2 separate regions of the Gossypium hirsutum genome follow, and region 2 is linked to region 1. The links are chromatin contacts, called in public Hi-C maps. All regions are on one chromosome and are shown on one strand. Each heading gives the region's core, a stretch centred on a gene start, on an enhancer-like site or on the middle of the called end of the contact. The rest is flanking DNA. Distances are from core to core; before and after follow the strand shown. Region 1 has its middle 66 kb from the start of LOC107911450. Region 2 holds the start of LOC107913662 (ethylene-responsive transcription factor ERF060).

Evidence for each region. A called contact is a pair of places that touch in the nucleus more often than the background predicts.
Region 2: a Hi-C map of leaf shows a contact between it and region 1, with 2.0 times the contacts expected there. The contact joins the promoter of LOC107913662 here to the enhancer-like site in region 1. A contact is called at or near these places in 14 of 34 Hi-C or Micro-C datasets (anther, callus, hypocotyl and 2 more).

What each region holds. Positions count from the first base shown.
Region 1 is chrD11:36,534,672-36,538,369 of Gossypium_hirsutum_v2.1, reverse strand. No RefSeq gene overlaps it. Among protein-coding and RNA genes, the nearest start is that of LOC107911450, 66 kb to the right of the region's middle. Within about 2 kb of position 1,824, at least 9 of the 9 cell types and tissues checked have an H3K27ac peak or open chromatin away from gene starts, as enhancers often do. A contact at or near this core is called in hypocotyl and leaf, where this site is marked.
Region 2 is chrD11:36,698,737-36,702,540 of Gossypium_hirsutum_v2.1, reverse strand. LOC107913662 (ethylene-responsive transcription factor ERF060) reads left to right here and starts at 1,276. Exons shown (of 1, transcript XM_016842312.2): 1 at 1,276-3,132. The coding sequence starts at 1,731. The coding sequence ends at 2,786.

The sequences.
Region 1 (3,698 bases), core at 575-3,074:
GCATAGAGTGGAGAGTTACATCCAAGAATACATTCTTAAAGACTATTTGGGCTTCTCAATGGATAGCAGCTTATTGACGCCATTCAATTGATTTTCAGCTGGAAATTAAGTCACTTTAATTCTATGTTTTTTATATTTAACTTATGTCTATTCGGCTGGATATTATCAGGCTATAAATAATTCACTTGTAAACCTTTTGAAGGTTACTTCAGACTTTGATTATATGAATTATAACTTGGTGAGTTATTCACTCTTATTTTTCTTTGGGATTCAACTTGACTTATCTAGCTAAGCTAGTGGTGTCAGCCTTATTTCTTTCTTGAACTTATCACTCTTCCATGTGTGGCGTTCAATCTTAAACCATTGGTTCCTATCTTGCTAGATAGTGGGTCACGATCCTATCCAGCTATTCATATTTTTCACCTTAAAACTTATAAGATCCGGGTCTTTAATTGCTATTAAGGGTTTTTTCTTGTTTTAAGTTCTTTTATCCACCTTTTCCCATGAAACTATCTTTATTTTATTGGTTGCCTATTTAAACTATCTTCTTAAATTTACCCTTGTGTTAAACTAAAATGAGAACTACTTAATTTTCGTTCGGGCAATCAAATGACTCAATTACATCCTGTAAGTGAGTTCGTATCAACTTGTGTGCTAATAAACTCTGCCATAGATCCCATAGCTTCCTGAAGAGAGACTCGTGAACTACCCGTAGGTTTAAATCTTCCCCTATGCCTGCAAATAGATTTAATTACCGATTTCCCATTATGCCACTTTCTTTTCGGCTTTCAACACCATGCCCTCTAGAAATACTAGAAGGATTCCTATGCGCCATTAATAATCCTTTCCCCATTTTGGATTTGGAATTTTTATCCAAATTCTCCTTGAAAGTAACTATTGTATGTCTTTTAAGGTCAAGGACATTAGCAATTAAAGTCACTTTTACCCTATGCCGTCCTTCGAAAGTAGGATTCACATGTAAGGAGATTGCCTTATCTTTTGGAAGAGAAATTGGAGCAGTTGGGTTTTTTTGCACCAATCCGTTGCCTCATTTGAACCCAAATCCAAGGAAATAGGATTTTGACCCATTACCTACTATGACCCACTATTTTCCTGCGGATAGCCCACTGCCTACTGGGGCCCAGGACACTTAGGCGTGAGGCTTGTTGGTTGTTGCGATTCAGCACCCTCATGCGACACGCCTTCAACTCGCGCCGAATTCTGGCCAAACGCCCCCAGCTCCTGCCCAGCGTAAATCTCCCCCAAAAGCCCTGATTTATTTCCTCACTGTGGCCCAACTGACCCTCATCTAATTTTCCTCCAACCGCCAACCCATTCATCAATTCCAGCCCCTTGCCTTTTAAATTTTTAAGAAAGGCAACCTTATTAAACCTAATATTCCCTAGTCCCTTAGTTGGTGCCCCCATATCTGCCATTTGAGCCTCCATATCTAGAAAGGACAAAGCTCCAAATCTAGAACCTTCCAAAAATTCCCCCGAAATTTTTGCTTTAAGCCTACGATTTTCGTCCTATTTGCGTTGAAATTTAAGTTTGACCACCATCCACGGATCGAAGGCTCAAAATCCACTCGTTGTAATCGACCGTTGACTCAAACTTGCGAGGTTAGAGGTTTCTCTTGATCAACAACCACAGCCATATGAGCAAACTACCCCCTCGCACCACACTCCATTTAATATCAAGTTTTACCACTTTCCCACTTAAACTTTTAATCTCTTCTAATATTTTCTTTTGGTATAGGAACCCTGGCAGACCCGAAAAGCGAATCCAGGCTAATACCCTATTTGGGAAAGGTCTCGATGGGTCAAAGCCCACCGTCCATAGTTGAACTATGAGATGGTGCCTAGAAGTGCTCATGGGCCGGGCCAGGCCTGGAAAAAAATTTCAGCTCGATTCCTAGGCCCGGGCCCGGCTCGGCCCGAAATATGGGTTTGAGATTTTTCTCAAGCCCGGCCCGTGGAAAAAATATAAAGCCCGGCCCGTCTTTTTTCTTAAAACTAATTGTTATTAAAATTAATTGTTATTAAAATTATATCAAATATCAAATTATATTTTTTTTGTATATAATGAACAAAAAAATAAAATAAGATTACTTAAAATGTTAAAGCTCAACCTTTTTTTATTTTAAAAGTTTTACTTAAAATAAAATAAGTTTTATTTTAAATTTAATTTGGCAGTTGAAAGGGCCGGGAGCTCAACATTGTTTGATTCCAATCAGTAAATTCCAATGGCTATGTAGAGAACATTGCTACAGAAACAAATGTAAAAAAGAATGGCTATGCATAATATTACATTACATGAATTATATGCAGATAATATAAATGTAGAGAACATTGCTACAGAAACAAATTTCAATGGATATACATTGAAGATGAGTAACAAATCTAAAAGGCTTTAGCATATTGGGAATACTTTGAATAACATTAGAGAGACAAATCAGTCGATAATCAGAGCCTATACGTTGAAGATGAGCCACAGAAGAATCAAGAAACAAATCAATCCAATCTGCATTACAAATGAACCATCTAGAAATTGGAAAAGTGATCCCCTAATCCAAGTGAAAGATGACCTTTTATAACCCAAATCAACCATTCCATGATCAAACATAAAGTCCCAGAAAAGCACATCAATACCCAAACGCACCCTTGCCCCTCATTTTCTCTCTTCATTGGACACAAACACATTAAAATATCCTCCAAAAAGCCATGGTACATTCCCTTGAGGCCTCAAAGATACAAGATAATTCCATAACAACTTACGTTTTGAAGCGTTTGGAGTAGCATAAACAACAATAAAAAGGATACTTTATTTCATACCTTGCTTCACACGATGACAATGGACGACTTGATTTGACACCTCAACGATATCAATCATCAAATTCTCATTCTAGAGAATCCCTTTGCTTCTACTCTAAATGAACAATCAAACTTTGTTCTCCTTATTACCTCATCTACTTTTTTCCCACTTATTCTCATTTCAGGTGAAACTAAAATATCCAATTTATGATACCTCAAAATATTTTGTAAGATAGCACTGAATTTGGAGCTTGCAGCCCCTTGACAATTCCAGCATATGATTTTAATATCCATAAAAAAGGAGAAAGTATAGACCATAAAAACTGTCACAAAGCCAAACCGCTAGTCACTGGAGTTACCACTGTACTTACTTCGACATTTTCTCCATATTCGATCGGGTCTCTCCCATGAGTATTCATGAAGGAAATTGGATAAGCCATGTACCAGGTCGGGTGTACCTAGATAAACCTTTCAATGCAAGTTTTCTACCCCTAGCTTAATTATGCCACAAGTCTGTTGGGAAATGTGTCCATATTGTAGTAAACATGTAAATATTTTCTATTTATTTGAACGATGAATAAATAAATAAATTTAATTTCACATTTTATTATTATGTATTTTGAATTTCTGTCTTTTATATTTTGCATACATAGCGAAATTGTGACAAACAAATATTTGTTCATTGATTGTCTAATTTCAAACTGAAGATAAGTGGCATTGTAAGAATGTTTACATTGCGAGAAAGATAACTTACTTTGGTAAATAATCTAAATAAGCCCGTAGTCTCGTAAAAGAATTGAAGTGAGCATTTGATTCAAATACTGATAAGGATTATTATGTCGTCGATAATTCCAATTGGGGAGATGGCTAGTCTTGGCTATCGAA
Region 2 (3,804 bases), core at 27-2,526, 160 kb before region 1:
TAATCACTTAAATAAATTTTCATTAATATTGTCAACAATTTTATACAAATATGAAAATATTGATCTTATAATATGAAAATAAAATTATAAATTTCCCAGTTCTCACTAAACATTGTAAAATACATAATGATAAATTTAGTCCTTAACGTTTATATCTTTTTTTTTTTATCAATTTGGCCTTTATTCTTTTTTTTAATTAAAATTGTCTCTTAAGACTTCAAAAAGTAGTCAAATCACTGTCTTTAAAAGAAATGTTGGTTAATGCATTAATTTTTTAACGATGCTGGTATGGTAACCTGCAAAAGTATTTAAATGTACTTCATGATGACATAATACTATTTGTCTTTATGTAACATCAACAAATAATTTAATAATTATAAAACATTCAAAAAAATTTAATAAAATAACTCAAAATTTTTAAAAAAATATAAAATGTTCATAATAATTCAAAAAATAGTATGAATTACACGTGGATTGCTATACAAGTTATGTCTAAAAATATAACATTTTAGTCAATATTTTCGTTAAAAAAATAAAAATTTGAGTATTTTTAAAAGATTAATGGTCACATTCAACTCTTTTAAAAGATTAAGAACTAAATTTAATTAAAAAATAAATAATAATCAAAATGACAAAAGATATAAAGATTAAAAATTAAAATTTTTATTATACCATAATAAAATTACTAACTTCATATTATAAAACTTATAATAATTTATTTTTACATATATAAAACTGTGACTTGAAATTCTTATTAGACATATATTTCATACTAATTTAAATTGTGTTTTTTTTAGTGTAAATTTAATTTGTGTTACTTGATCTCACCTAATATTGTATAAAAAAACTTGTAAAAAAAAAAATTAGAGACCGTGTAGCCACCGTTTCAGAGCATCTAAAAGGTGCGGACCACAGAAGGCACCTATTTTGCTTTATGAATATGAAATTCCATCAGACAGGTCAGGCTTTGCCGCAAATCAAACACAACAGGACAAAAAAGATCATTAAATTGTAAAAAGGCTAACCCCAGCACAGTCAACCAAATTTCACCAATCGCTGTAAGACACGTATAAAACTACCCTTCTGCTGGCTGACACCTGCCGGTTAACGTTTCAAGTAAATGGCGAATCCCCATTGGAGCCCAGTAACTTCCTTTGTCCCCACCGAATAAAGGCATTATTAGGCATCCTTGAAAGTTGACGAGAAGGAAGGTGATAAATTTAATTAATTAATTAATTAAAAAATCTAAAGGGATTTGAGAGAGAAGCACATGGGTAGAGGGTTATATAAATAGAGATAAGGTGACCCTGGAAATGCATGAGAGTAAAACACCAAGGTGAGGCCACTCCAGAAAATAAAATAAACAATTGAGAGTTTTCAGAATTTTCAACAGTGTGCGAGCATTTTCAGTTTTCTTCTTAATCCCCCCCTTTTCTGTAACTCCCCGCTTCTCTGAATCCCTTTCTGTAATCGTCTGTCTTTCAAGCCGAAAAAGTTTCTGTCAAGAACAAACCTAAACTATCATAGCAGGTGTTTTTGGTTTTTCTGAAAGCCAGGTGATCCCAGAATAGAGATCCAGATTTCCCTTTTTTGTTTTTGTTTTTCAATATTTATTATCATCAGCTAAGAGGGTTTATTTTTGGTCCCTCAAGGTTGTTTTTTTTTTTAATCAAACTAGTACCTGTTCTTTGGTTTTGGTTAAGATACAGGTTTTTACCTAGTTATTGAATATGGCAGCAGCTATAGATATGTATAATAGCAGCAGCAACAGCTCAGTTTTCTCAGATCCTTTTAGTGCGGAGTTGATGAAAGCGCTTGAACCTTTTATGAAAAGTGCTTCATCTACCTCTCCTTTATCTTCTTCTTCTTCATATTCACAGTCTAACCTGTATCCTGAATTTTTCTCCCCATGGAGGACCCATTTGTGCTCAGAACAAGGGTTCTGTAACTATCAAAACTTGATGGGTTTTGAGCAAACAGGTTCAATTGGGCTAAACCAACTCACCCCTTCTCAAATCCTCCAAATCCAAGCTCAAGTCTATCAGCAGCAGCAGCAGCAGCAGCAGGTTGCTTCTAGGCCTACGACCGCATCCCTAAAAAACCAAAGGTTCAACTTTCTTTCCCCAAAAGCTGTCCCCATGAAACATGTGTCTTCCACCCCTTCAAAGCCTACCAAGCTGTACAGAGGGGTGAGACAGAGGCACTGGGGCAAATGGGTAGCTGAAATCAGACTCCCCAAGAACCGAACTCGCCTTTGGCTTGGCACTTTCGATACAGCAGAAGCAGCAGCTTTGGCTTATGACAAGGCTGCCTATAAGCTTAGAGGAGAGTTTGCCAGGCTCAACTTCCCCCACCTCAAGCACCAAGGAGCTCATATTTCTGGAGAATTTGGTGACTACAAGCCCCTCCATTCTGCAGTTGATGCAAAGCTCCAAGCCATCTGCCAGAGCTTACAGAAACAAGAGAATTCAGGAAAGGCCTGTTCTGTTCACGATTCAAAGCCCAAGGTTGAGTTTGATTACCCTGTGAAGCGTGAGGAGTTTGATCAGTCTCCAAGATTTGCTAGTCCTAAAGTTGAGATGAACTCCCTGTCATCATCATCATCCTCATCCCCATCCCCGGATTTATCCGATGAGTCATTGGCAGGATCTTCTTCACCAGAATCTGATATCACTTTCTTCGATTTCTCTGATTCAAAGTGGGATGACAACGAAATTTTCGGTTTGGAAAAGTACCCTTCAGTGGAAATTGATTGGGAAGCCATCAGGGAACTATCTGAGTCTTAAAAGAAAAAAAAAATTACAGCTACTATCATGTAATCTTATTGTAATTTCTTAGGTCAAGTATCTTTTGTTTGGTCATGTAGGTCTTTTTAGTGGGTCTGCAGTGATCTCTACAATGAAATTTTTGACATTTGTAGAGGTTAATTAGGTGTCAGTTTAGAATCTGTATGTTGTTATAAATATGTGTAACAGAGAGGCATCTCCTCCTAGACTGCTCTTGCTGGTACCTTTTTTTCCTAGCAATGGCTTTTGGAGAGCTTCAAGTTTATGTTTATTTGCATCATTACTGGAGGTCGACTGTAAAGTTTTCTTTCGAATATGTCTATATATTTATATTATTTATAGTTAACGTACTTTTTTGTTCTTTAATTTTTATATTTTTATGCAAATGTAAATGGTTTGCATGTGATGGTGTTCTATTCTGGTTCTTCACGCGTTGGTTCCCTTGATAATATATCTGTTAAGACATCGTTCATTGTCTCTTAAACAGTGCAAATCAAACAAAATTTTGATGTAATCTATGAAATGGTGCCATATTACATAAATCAGAATAAAGCAATCGAAACCAATTGATTCCATTGTTTTATAATTGTTATCTGATTGTGGTTTATAGTGGAGAATTGTTCATGTTCTAATCTGTCTAGACAATGTGTTTCCCATTGAATCTTTTTAGGTTGCTTTCTAATTTATCAACACATTTTTTTATTATTGTTAATTATATATTTTAAAAAATTATCGTTTATGTATGTTTCACGATTTATAAAAATTAAACTTTTTAGAGTTTGTGATTGGTTTTTTAATAATATTATTTTTAAGGTTTTAATGTAAAATTTTCCTCTACAAATATTATGTGCTTTATTATTATATCTAATATCTTTTGTTTTAATTATGTTTTTATTAATGGGTGCATATACAACAAATTAGTATTAGTTGCAGTATTTGAGGTGTTTTTATTTGACTTGCAAAATTATTCAAATGTGAGGGCAGAGGGATGGAGGCTTGGGATTAACTTTTTTAAATT